Regions from separate parts of the Capsicum annuum genome. Here region 1 is linked to region 2. The links are chromatin contacts, called in public Hi-C maps. All regions are on one chromosome and are shown on one strand. The core of a region is the stretch at or near the end of the contact, and the rest is flanking DNA. Distances in the headings are between cores, read along the strand shown. Region 1 has its middle 75 kb from the start of LOC124885728. Region 2 has its middle 8.0 kb from the start of LOC124885510.

Evidence for each region. A called contact is a pair of places that touch in the nucleus more often than the background predicts.
Region 1: a Hi-C map of placenta shows a contact between it and region 2, with 2.0 times the contacts expected there. The contact joins two enhancer-like sites. A contact is called at or near these places in 3 of 5 Hi-C or Micro-C datasets (bud, leaf and placenta).

Annotation. Positions count from the first base shown.
Region 1 is chr7:62,288,759-62,295,798 of UCD10Xv1.1, forward strand. No RefSeq gene overlaps it. Among protein-coding and RNA genes, the nearest start is that of LOC124885728, 75 kb to the left of the region's middle. Within about 2 kb of position 2,268, at least 5 of the 5 cell types and tissues checked have an H3K27ac peak or open chromatin away from gene starts, as enhancers often do. A contact at or near this core is called in leaf, where this site is marked.
Region 2 is chr7:62,173,656-62,179,876 of UCD10Xv1.1, forward strand. No RefSeq gene overlaps it. Among protein-coding and RNA genes, the nearest start is that of LOC124885510, 8.0 kb to the left of the region's middle. Within about 2 kb of position 3,801, at least 2 of the 5 cell types and tissues checked have an H3K27ac peak or open chromatin away from gene starts, as enhancers often do. A contact at or near this core is called in leaf, where this site is marked.

The DNA of each region.
Region 1 (7,040 bases), core at 1,018-3,517, 110 kb after region 2:
TCACTAACCATTATTTTCAACCGCTACCATATCTACACCTCCATTGATTTAATTATATCCACAGCTATCACCACCGTCAACGCCAATGCCAACACCACCACTATCATCAACCACTATCGGCCAATCCCAACTACTAACCAACTCATTTATCACAACTAGCATCACCGCTAGCTACCACTAACACATCATCAACATCCACACATTCTTCGATCACTACCACCATTGTTATCAGTGTTGTCATCTCTACCACAATTTCAACCACCATCATTGCTACAATATGTCTCTACTAATAATCATCTCCACCATCACAACAAATAACATCTCCAACTACCACCAATACACTGCCAACCATCATACATTCATTTTTAAGCTATTATAATCAACACCCCCAACTACTAACATCAGCTAACGTCACACTAATACTACCATCACTGCCAATCGACACCATCATAACAATCACTACAATACCAAACATCTCTATCATCACAACTATCACCACCAGTATTACTAATCATGAACATCAATCATTACCACCACCACCATCATTACAAACTATCTCCGTTATCACTAACTAATATGATTTTTTTTCAATCAAATAATAATTTATCGTATTAAATCAAATATTTTTCTAATACATAATTATTTTTTATTGAAATTATATTTTTTTTATTATATATGTAAATAAATAATTTTTGCATATTCAGATATTGAAAAATAAATGGTCTTAACCGTTCAGATTTCCGATCTGAAGACAACATCTTAATCATTCAGATATGCATTTAGATTCAGACGTCTGAATCTTAATTAAAACAAATACAACCTAAGTCAATTATGCGGATAATTTTAAGAAATTGTCGATGACTTAAGCATTCTTTTAAACATACAAAAGATATTATTTTTAGGACAAATTTTTAAAAAGCAATTCACATAAATAAAGACAGATGAAGTATATTTGTTTACAAAGATTATATTAATTTTATTTATTATTGATAATTAATTATTATTATTTTTAATGTGATTTAATGGTATGAAAATCTTTTTACATTATTACTCTTTAAAAGTTTTCATATCGAGCCTTTTATTAATCGGGTGTGAGCGTCCTGAAGGGACAATAACGGATCTCAATGTTGATATTTGTGATCGATTATACTGATTTTGGTTTGTTTTCTTCAAAAAGTTAAAATATCTTCAAAGATCGTTACGTAATTATTGTTCTTATGGCCATATTATTAGGTGCTTATGCCAAGTGTGTTGACTTGCATGTGCATGAACAAATGCTTTTCTTAGGGGAGGCACCGGGACGGATCCACATGTAATTTTGGGGTGTTCTGACACCTACTAAACTCGACGTAGATTAGGTATAATTATATAAAAAATATAGAATAAATGATATAATTTATTAAAAAGCACCCAGATAATAAACATATGGTTGGGTGCAGTGGCTTGAGGATGTGACTCCCATGTTCAACTTTCTGGGTTTGAATCCCTACAGCTACATACTATTTTTTATAAATTTTTTTGACCACCCCACAACCTTGGATTCCTGGGTCTGCCACGAAGTAAGCAGAGTATATGCGTAAACATATTTTAATATAATTTTTAGTCTAAAGTTTGGAGTTTGAGTAATATCACCTTCTCCATGCAAACTTAATTAAATACACTTTAATTTTACGCTTAGACGCGATCTATTTCTTCGTATTCACATGTGCCCCCATGGATTTAATTTTGAGATAATAGGCATTAATATTTCAAATAGTTTTTACACTATTAGTGAATTTATTATTTGATAATACTCTTATCATTTTTCATTTTTATCAAGTGCTTATCTGATGTTTATTTCAAATTATTTTATAAACAACTTGATTGTTATAAATTATTCTTGCACAATGAATTCATGTAACTTGAAAAATCATATGTTATATCCTCTCTTCTTTCATTTCAATACGACTATATTTTGTAAAATTCCAGATTCCGACTCAGGCAGAGTAATGAGTATATTCATGTGTCTTTTTTTTTTTTTTTTTTTTCACCCTTATAACTTTACTTCTTTAAAGTATGCGGAAAAGTTAGCTATTAGCTGTAACTTGGTACATATATATTCGATCGCGTGCACGATCTAGTCTAAATTGTTCCACAACTAGTAAAATAGATTACACACATGATTTGATAGTAACATGTAAAAAGTTCGTGACCAGCCATAGTGGAAGAAGGGTACAACAATATGTAACCTATTCTAGCTTATTATTAGTGACAAAGGATAAAGGGGTTATCGCTCACCTCACTTAAAAGGAGATTTAGGTATCTCCTTTAGTGGCCCATGAGCCCAATCCACATCAAATTGTGCAGCTGGCAACTAACATCCTACAATTTTCATCAACCTAACAATTTGTAATTGTCATCGAATCCTTAATGGGATATCAATCTGTGTTTCACTTTCATTATCCTGCAGCATAAGAAGTGACCTTTTCTTTCCTCTCCTCAATCCATCCAATTATTAGTGGAGTACCTTTTATTTTTATGAAATTTGTAGAATATATATAGCTAGCAGTAGGCGGATGGTTTTGTGATGTCATTATTAATCGGACCAGTGAATTTAAGATACCAAATTTCTAAAGGAAAAAAGTATTATAAACAAATGTAATGAAATGATTGAGATTCTTTAACTTTAATCAGGAATTTTGAGATGGAGCCGTCTGAATAATTTGCCAAAGAGGAAAAACGGTTTCGTCATTGTGACACTAGTGTTGGGAAAGGCAAGGGCACTATTAAAATGCCTGACAGGGTAGCAACGGAAGAATACGCAAGTCTAAACTTTCCCTTTCAACTTGAACCAAGAGGAAACAAATAAACCCAAGCAAAATAATGATAATAGGCAGCAAATATATCAACCACACAAATACGACAAGATAAAAATAAAGGCAACCACACGAGACACCAAATTTATGTGAAAAAGTCTTCGGTGTAAAGAATAAAAAGTCACAGTACCAAACTTCCACTATAATCACCAAGAGTTACGATGTTGTTCTCCAAGATTGGCCACAAAATAGGTGTCAAACAACGAGCAACAAGATAGCACCAAACTAGAGAATAAAAAGGAGCACAAACATAAAAAAATGCAGCTACTGTTCGAAAATAAAGAACAGAAGCTACAGACCACTAAATCTACCTCCGTTAGTTCCTAATCAAAGATTGAGATGAGAGAAATAAGCTGTCCAAAAATCAGCTCAATCAAACAAGAAACGAAGTGGGAATCACAATTTGAAGTTGACAGCTATGACTGAAAATTTAAGCGAAAATCAGCTTTGTTTTTCTCTCTTTGGTTGCTGAAAAATCTCTTTGTGGATGGTGAAATAAGACTTTACAAGATTTGTATATATGCCCCATAGTAATGGGCTTATGAAAAAAGTGATTGGTCCAAATTGGGCTTTATATATCCACATAGGAAGGGAAAAAACCCATATCCCAACAAATCTCCCCCTCCCGATTATGTGGAGGAGACCGCCATTCCGGCGATATAATATTACAATCTTCAAACATCCCTTTTGACAAAGCATTAGTCATCATGTCGGAACTATTATCATCGATATGAATCTTCTCAAGTTCAAGCAATTTAGAATCCAATACATCCCAAATCCAATGGTATCTCACATCAATATGTTTAGACCGATCATGAAATGTAGAATTCTTTCCAAGATGTATAGCATTTTGACTGTCGCAATAAAGCACATTACTCTCTTGAGAAACACCAAGTTCCCTTAAAAATTTCTTCATCCAAAGCAATTCTTTACAAGCTTCTACGGCAACAATAAGCTCAGCTTTTGTAGTAAATAGAGCAACACATTTTTGCAACCTAGATTGCCAAGAGACAACTCCCCTGCAAAAGTAACCAAATACCCTAAAGTAGACTTGCGAGTATCAATATCACCAACCATGTCTGAATTAGTATAACCACAAAGAATAGGCTTCCCTGTACCAAAATACAAACTTAGATTAAAAGTGCCACAAAAATATCTCATAATCTACTTCACAGCATACCAATGTTCTCTTTCCAGATTAGAAAGAAAATGGCTAGCAATACCAACAACATGAGCAATATTCGGTCTTGTACAAACCATTGCATACATCAAACTACCAATAAATCATAAGGAATTTTCTTCATATTTTTCTTCTCATCATCACTAGAAGGACATTGCTTCGTGCTCAATTTGAAGTGCATATCTAAAGGTGTACTGATAACCTTAGCCTTATCCATGTTAAACCTTTGAAGTACTTTTCGAATGTACTAGCCTTTCAATCGGCATGCGAAGAATCTGTCTTGCTGATCCTAAGTCTTTCATAGAAAAAGACTTACTTGACTCTTGCTTCAACTTTTGAATCCTGCAAGCATTATGACCAACAACAAATATGTCATCAACATAAAGCAACACAATAATAAAGTCACCATCGGAGAATTTTCGCACAAAAAAAAGGTCTGAAGTAGTCTTCTTGAAGCCCTGCTGAGTTATAAGGGAACCAAACTTCTTGTACTACTACCTGGGAGCTTATTTCAAATAATACAAGCTCTTCTTCAATTTAAAAACATAATTCTCTTTTCCCTTGACTTTAAAACCTTTAGGCTGCTCCATATAAATTTCTTCATCTAAGTCACCATGGAGTAAAATAGTTTTAATATCTATTTGCTCAACCTCTAAATCTAGACTTGCAGCTAAGCCTACAACCACACGAATGGATGACATCTTCATAACTAGAGAAAATATCTCATCAAAATCAACTTTATTTTTCTGGTTAAATCCCTTCACAACCAATCTAGCCTTGTACCGTCGAACTGGGTTGCCATCTTCAAGTTTCACCCAAAAAATCCACCTATTTTTTGAAGTTTTTCTGTCTTTAGGCAGCTTAACCAAATCAAAAGTATAATTATAATGCAAAGATTTAATCTCATCTTTCATAGCATCAAAGCATTTGTTTTTCTTCACTTTTGATGGCCTTATTAAGACTCTCAGGTTCTCCCCCATCAGTCAAGAGTACATACTCACTGGGAGAATAGCGAGATGAAGGTATTATCTCTCTAGTAGATCGTCTGAGAGAAATCATTAGAGCATCAATAACTGATTGCTGATTAACCATATTAACTTACACTGGAGCATCAACAACATCATGCTGGTCATTTTGAACATGATCATCATCTTCATTATCAACTTGGTTTTCATCATCATGAAAATTTTCTTCAGGAGCAGTAGTCGAAGGAACTAGATCAACATCAACTAGTCTCTCACTACTCTGAAAATCAATCTTCTCAGCTTTGTCAAAATTTTCAATTGTTTGGTCTTTAAAGAATACAACATCATGACTTCTAACATGTTTTTTCTCAACTAGACCACAAAAACAATAGCCAAATTCATCTTGACCTTAACTAATGAAGATAAACTGCCTAGTTTTAACATTCAACTTTGGCATTTCATCCTTAGGAACATGCACAAAGGCATTAAAACCAGAAATTCTAAGATGATAATAAAAAATATTCTTACCAGATCAAACTTTGTCAGGGACATCACCATCCAAAGCAACAATAGGAGATAAATTAATATCATAAGCAGCAGTATTAAGTGTTTCTGCTCAAAAGGAATCTGACAGCTTAGTATCTGAAAGCATACATCTAACCCTCTCAACTAAAGTTCTATTCATTCTTTCTGCTAAACCATTCAACTGAGGAGTATTTGGAGGATTTTTCTGATGCCGAATACCCTACTCTCTGCAATATCTATCTAAAGGACTAATATATTTACCACCATTATCTGAGAGGATACATTTTAATTTTTTCCCTATCTGTCTCTCAACCAAGGCCTAAAAACCCTTGAACACATCAATTACTTGATCCTTGGACTTCAAAGGAAATATACAGAGTTTGAGAGAATGATCATCAATAAAAGTCACAAAGTAAAGTGTACCACCATGAGAACTTACTTCAAAAGAACCACATAAATCAGAATGCACCAACTCCAGCAAATCAAGCTTTTTTAAAGGCGGATGACTCTGAAAAGAAACTTTTTTTTGTTTATTGGCTAAGCGTTGAACACACTTCTTCAACTTTGCTTGTTTCACTCCAGAAAACAAAATTTTCTTAGCTAAATTATCAATCCCCTTCTCACTCACATGACTCAATCTTCTATGTCATAACTCTGATGAAGTATCATTCTCCACCAAGTTTACTGATCCTCTAGAAGTGGATCCCTGAAATGCATACAAGTTAGATAATTTGTCACCTCGAGCCACAATCATCAAACCTCTAGTAATCTTCCACTGGACAGCACCAAAGGTGTTAACATAACCCCCATCATCAAGGTTCCTTACAGAAATTAAATTCAAACGAACATTTGGAGCATGCTTGTCATTATTGAGAACTAGTTTGGAACTATTGTTACTTTCCAAACAAACAGTGCCAATGTCAAGTACTTTAACTTCATTATTATTACCCATTTTCAATATCCCAAAATTACCTAGAGTATAAGAAGAAAATAATTCCTTCTTTGGCATAACATGAGAAGTAGCACCAAAATTCACAAATCATGTAGACTCATCACAAACAAGATTAATGGAATTCTCACCACAAGCAACAAGAGGATCATCATTAGCAACAATAGCAACACGATTTTTATTATCACTTTCTTTATTTTGTCATCTCATATATCTCTTATGCTTGTAGCAATATTTCATGATATGCCCCTTTTTGTTGCAATAGTCACATGTAACATTCTTGAATTTAGACCTCGACTTGCTTCTAATTTTATATCTATCATTCGTATCTCTGGACTTATTTCTCCCTCTCTCTTCAGTAATCAAAATATCAGAGTGTAAAGATGAAGAAGAAGAGGCCTGAGATCTTTTTCTCATCTCTTCATTCAAGACACCACTCTTAACATATTTCATAGTTACAACACCATCGGGAGAAGAATTATTCAAAGAAACTCGAAAAGTTTTCCAAGAGTTAGGCAGAGTATTAAGAAGCTAAAATCCCTGAATTTTTTCATCAAACTTTACAC
Region 2 (6,221 bases), core at 2,551-5,050:
TTTTTCCTTTTCACTTATCTTTTTTTCGTTTTTTTTATGTTTTTGTTTTTTTTAATTTTTTTACTCTTCTATCTTTAACTTTTATTTTTGAAAAGACAAATATGTATATCGCATACACATGTTCAAAAAACATACAAAATACATAGCCATACAGATCTGGATATGTATTTACAGTACAAAACATACATATGTATTTACGAAATACATATCATATTCATATTAAATAGTAACAAACATAACTATACTATATATCTTCATACGTATTTGCAAATACAAAGGTGACTCATATAAAATAAGAATATACATATGGATCAGGCATGTATTCTGTAAAATACATATGCAGAGCTATATTTATTTTATACGGTGTTGGATTTGTCTTTGAACTTTACATACTATGTCATTTTAGAGGATAACATATGTACTTATTTATTTTCTTTTACTGTTTTAAGATATGCATATGTATTTTTTTATTACCTATATGTATATGTATATAATTGTCATTTTTGTTAAAGAGATTTTGTGTCCTATATGTTTATATTTACATGTGAGTCAGATATGTATTTCTGTAAACAGGTATGCAGATATATATGTTTGTTTTTTACCGTAAATACATATGCAGATCTGTATGTCTATTTATTTTGTATATTTTTTGAATATATATATGATATAGATATTTGTCTTTTAAAAATAAAAGATAGATATAGAAGAGTAAAAAAAAATAATAATTAAAAAGAAAAATAAAATTCAAAAAAAAAGAAGTGAAAAGGGAAAAAAGAAAAAAAAATAGAAACTAGAAATAGAAGTGTAAAAATAAAAGTGAAAAAAATATAAGAAAAGGAAAAAAACGAAAAAAGAAAAAATAAATTAAAAAAAAGGAAAAAAGAGAAGTAGAAGAGAGAAAATAAAGTAGAAAGAAAAAAAATGAAAAAGAAAAAGAAATTAAAATTAAAAAAAAAATATTTGAAAAATAAAAAAACTAACAAGAAAAAATAGTTAGAGATATAAGAGAATGATATTTTAAAATTTTAAAGATCATGGAAATAATAATCTTCACATTTGAGTTTGATTTGGAAAAAGAATCTACTAATTTTAATAAGAGTAATTTATGGGAATTTAATTAGATGGATAACTATTCCTTATTTAACTCAACTAATTTGAGTAAAACAAGGTCAGTAAATCATGTTGTATATGTATTTGCATATCAACAGTTTATTTAAATACAAAATATAATTTGCTATTTTTCGTAATTATAAAATTATTGCTATAAAAGTTACAATTAAGGCTCTATAGTTACCATTTCTGAAATTTTCCCAGTATACTAGTTCCACCCAGGCCCGTGCTAAGCCCAGGCCTAAATTCAGAATAGAAAAATAAAATATTACAATTTATATCATATTTTTATCTTATAGTTAATCTTATTTAATGAAATATTAAACATGAATTTTTGATAAGTATTCATAACTATTTAAGTTCATAATCATATAATTGGATAATTTAAATTAGAATATTATTTTTGAGAAATAAATATATTGTCAGAGAATTAGACATATAAATAATTCTTGAAGATAAATAATTTTTGAAGATAAGTATATAAATAATTATGATTCGAAAAAAATAATAAATAAAAAAATATGGCACTTTTATGAATTTGTTAGTATAGATAAAATAAATTTATTTTGATGAAAAATCTTTTTTTTCTTCTTGTAGAATTATTTAATACAACAAATATTTCTATGACTTCTAGTTTATATTAAAATAATTACAATATTAGTTTAGAGCCTTACCACAAATTAACTTAACAATGATGAACAAGGACATTAAATAGTAATTGAATTACAATAATACATTACTCATTTACTTGTCATATTTATTTTCTTACACGCCCTTTAAAGAATAGGTTTTTCGTCCCATTTTAATTATTAATTTACTTTTTAGTGTCCACTAAGAAAAATAATAAATATAAGATATTATTTATTAAGTTGCCCTATTTAGTACTTATATTTTTCTAAAATAAATTAAATAATTTTCTTAAAAGATTTCAACGGTGTAGTAAAAAATTATTGCCAACTTTAATTTCGTATTAAAAGTTATTTTGGCATAATTTTCTTCAAGTTAAAGTAATTATTTTTAATAAATAAAAGAAATAATTAAAAGGCAATCCAATAAATAACAAAAAGAAATCAATTACAAAAGATCAAGTGGAGATGGTCTTAACAGAAAAAGGAGAGGGTAAAAATGAAAATATAAAAAAAAATGTAACCATCAATACACTACAAATTTGACATGTGTAGCAACTTTGTTTTATAAAAAAAAGTAAAATGTCTAAAACGTCCTTGTGAGGATTACAAAAATTATGATTCTACCTTATATATATATATATATATATATATATATATATATATATATATATATATCATGATACAAATATAATTTGGGTATCAAATCTTATACTATTTTAAAAATATTTTAAATTACTAATTATTGTTATTTATAGTCTCTTTGTTTAAAAAAGAATGACTTACTTTTTTTTTTAGTTTGTTTCTAAAAGAATCACCCCTTTCCTTTTTTTGGTAATTTTTTAATTTCAATTTCCCACAAAATACATGTTTAGAACCACAAGATTAAAAGACATTTTGGTATATTTGACACAACTTTAATTTAAGGTCACAAGATTTGAAAGATTTCTTTATTTTAATTAAATTTTGTATCAAGTCAAAGTAGGTCGTTCTTTTAAAAAAGAATGGAGCAATATTTTTTAACGTAAAAAATTAAGTAATTTATGTTGCTCCATCTATCTCTATTTAGATGGTACAAATAAAATTTAGAAAGTATATTAAATTTTTATATATTTTTTTAGATCGTTTAAATTATTAATTATTGTGATGTGCATATATTAGTTGTTTATTCCTTTTCTGTCATTTTATTTTGACTTTTAATTTTTCATAACTATTTGTATGTCCTCCTATTTAAGTTAAATTTTCACAAAAAAAAAATCTAAACGTAGATCCTTAAATCGTTAAATATAACATTAATTTAGTTTCAACTTGTATTTAAAAATATGTCTAATTTTAACTTTTATAAAGCGTGTTTAGATTAAATTTAAATACTATACAATTTTTAAAAGTAGTTTCATATTTCTCTCTGTCTTGAGTCGGGGGTCTATCGAAAACAACCTCTCTACTTTTTTAGAGGTAGTGGTATGGACTACATACACTCTATTCTATCCAGACCGCACGATTTGAAAATATACTGAATTTGTTGTTGTTGTAGTTCCATATTTCTCTCTGTCCAAAAATGCCAACACGGCAACACATTAAGGAAAAAATCCTTATTGATTTTTACTTTTTTTCACGAGGTTTCGGTCGTAGTTGCTATTTATTTTTGTTCTGTCATTTTATTTTATACTTTTAATTTTTACTATTGCATGTCCTCTTATGTAAGTTAAATAGTCACGAAAAAGAATTTAAATTTTATATATTAAGTGTAAAAAATATTATTTATTATTAGATAAATTTAATTTGCTATTGCAGGTTATTCAATTTTTATGTAAAAACTTTAGTAATTATTAATAACAAATTAAATTTATCTGATAGTGTAAAATTTTGTTTGTCGATTAAACACCACAAAAAATCTAAAAGAAGATCTTAAATCCTTAAAATATATATGTGGGTCCCATGAGAAATGATTTGTCTCATGAACGGCTTCAATTTCATCCACGTAGCACAATCATGCTGGGATAAGCATAGGGATAATTTGGTGAAGGTTGCACAAATAATTATGGTGTAGCTATAATAAAATTTCTTCTACGGGTCAATCGCTGTTCTTCAATTTTAACACATTCACCCAAATGCCCTACTGGCCCATATAGGCCCATACAGCAAAAGGTGGGATACACACGATAATTAAGTGAGTCTTTTTGAGTTTTTCATGCAACTCATACAAACACAAGTAGCATCGAAAAATATATAAAATGATAAAATTAACCTCACTAAAATTGTAATTACATCCGAGTCCGACACATATGTTGATCGGATACCTGCTCTAGAAGGTTAACTCCCCTTATAAATAATTAAGTACGGCCCGGCAAGCCGTTGCACCTTTTGTATTTAGTATCCTTCAGTTTCTTACTTTTTGACTTCTCACACTTGTATCTCTCTCCTTTTTTTTTTTTCCTCTCTAACGTACATGCAAATTATGCTAGTACATTAGTGTAGAAGAATACACTCTCTTGGTGCATTTTAATATTAAATTAAAATATTAAGATACCTAATTGTATTATTTTTTATTTATATTAAATGTCTATATTTATGATTGCATTATGTGTCATTATCTATATTAATTTATGGTAGAATATGGCCTTAGATGACTTGATTGTTGGATGGACTTGGTCATCTACATTCATATAACCTAAATGATCATTCGTTCTTGAAGAGAAGTATCAAGTACCCCTAAACTTGCACGTTTTATTTATGATATATTTAAACTTTGAGTTGTCCTAAGTATCTTCCAAACTTGTTGTTTTATTATATCGCATGACCTTTTTTTACCGACATAGCAAAATGTTTGATTTCAAACTCCATCACGCGGGTGATGGAGTTATTTTTTTTGCCAAATCAACATTTTCAACGGTAAAAAAAATTATTTTCGTTAATTTTTTCAAAAACTTCAATTATTCCTCTTCCTATTTATTATCCCTCTTCCTCCATCACTTCTAATATAAAAATAAATTTCATTCTATCGCTTCTACTTCATCTACTTATTTCTAACTCCATGAATTATAATAGGAGACTTGTTTGTGCATGTGGTTTTCTCCAATTGCGAGAATTTCATGGTCGGATGACAATCTCGGACGTAGATTCCTCGATTGTATGCATTATGGTGTATGTAATTTTTATATTCTCTTTTTTTTTTTTTTATGTTTTGTAACAAGTAAATTTTATAACTTTCTTTTATATGAATTGCAGTCTCTATTTCGCATTAGTTGTAACTTTTTTGATTGGTATGATCCAAAATTTTCACATGAAGTTAATATTGTGATCTTGGGTTTGTTGAAGAAGACCAACAAACAACAAAAAGAGTTCAAAGGCAAAAGGATGTTAAAGCTAATTCTGTGCATTAGTTTGATATGTAATGTGATGATGTTCATTTACGTTTTGTGTCATTGAATTAAAAATTGATGTTGGCGTATGTAATGGTGCATTAGTTTGATAAGATGGTGTATTTTGACGGATATAGTTATATTTATTTGTTGATTAAAGAAATATATTTGTAGTTATACTTCTAATATTTCTTGGTTATTGTTGGCTTCTCTGTAAGAAAATGATAACTTCTAATATTTATAGTTATATTGGTTATCGATTTTTAGTCCCTAACGATTTGATTTTTGATTTAACCGATAAGAAAGTACTCATAAAATAGAAAAAGTAGTAACTAACATGAAAAGAAACCGAATCTTAGTTGCAACCAAAATCCTACTTATATATTTGTATATATATGGGATGTAAAATAATAATTTAGTATCATCTTATTGGGTTATCGGTTTACCCAATAACTCAATTAAAAAAAATCAAAATTGAATCAATAACCCAATAATTTTTTTTATAAAATTATTAAAAAATCTTTAACCCAATAACGATAAATCAATAACATTTTTATCGGTTCAATTTTTGTACACCCCTAACTTAAATTGAGATTTCTTACTCCCTTAACTATAATAAGAAACGTATTTGTGCATGTGAGTCTCCTCAAAATTCTAATCAGAACATGAATCAAAAACTACTATGAAACGCTAACCGAAAAAATAATTTCATATTTTTAACACACACAAAATATATAATTTTTTTAGATAATAGCGTACGTGATCGACGAAAATTCATCTTTCACTATTTTAGAGTAGAGAAAAACTGAAAAATATAATCTTTTTATAAAGAAATTGGATAATTAAGGGTAGAAGTGAGTTATTTTTTGATATAAGATAAAATAAGGAAAGTGGAAGGTATTTATCCACGTGGACAAACACATAAGCATTTTTTTCTATGTGTGTGTGTGTGTTTTACACTCTGTGGTATGTGGATCGAAAAGGGTCACGCGACATACTAAAATAACAAGTTCGTGAGGGGGAGGGAAGGGGTACTTAAGACGATTTAAAGTTCAGGTGTATCATGAATAAAACGTGACAAGTTAGGGGGTAATTGATACTTCTCTCATAGTTCTTGTAACAT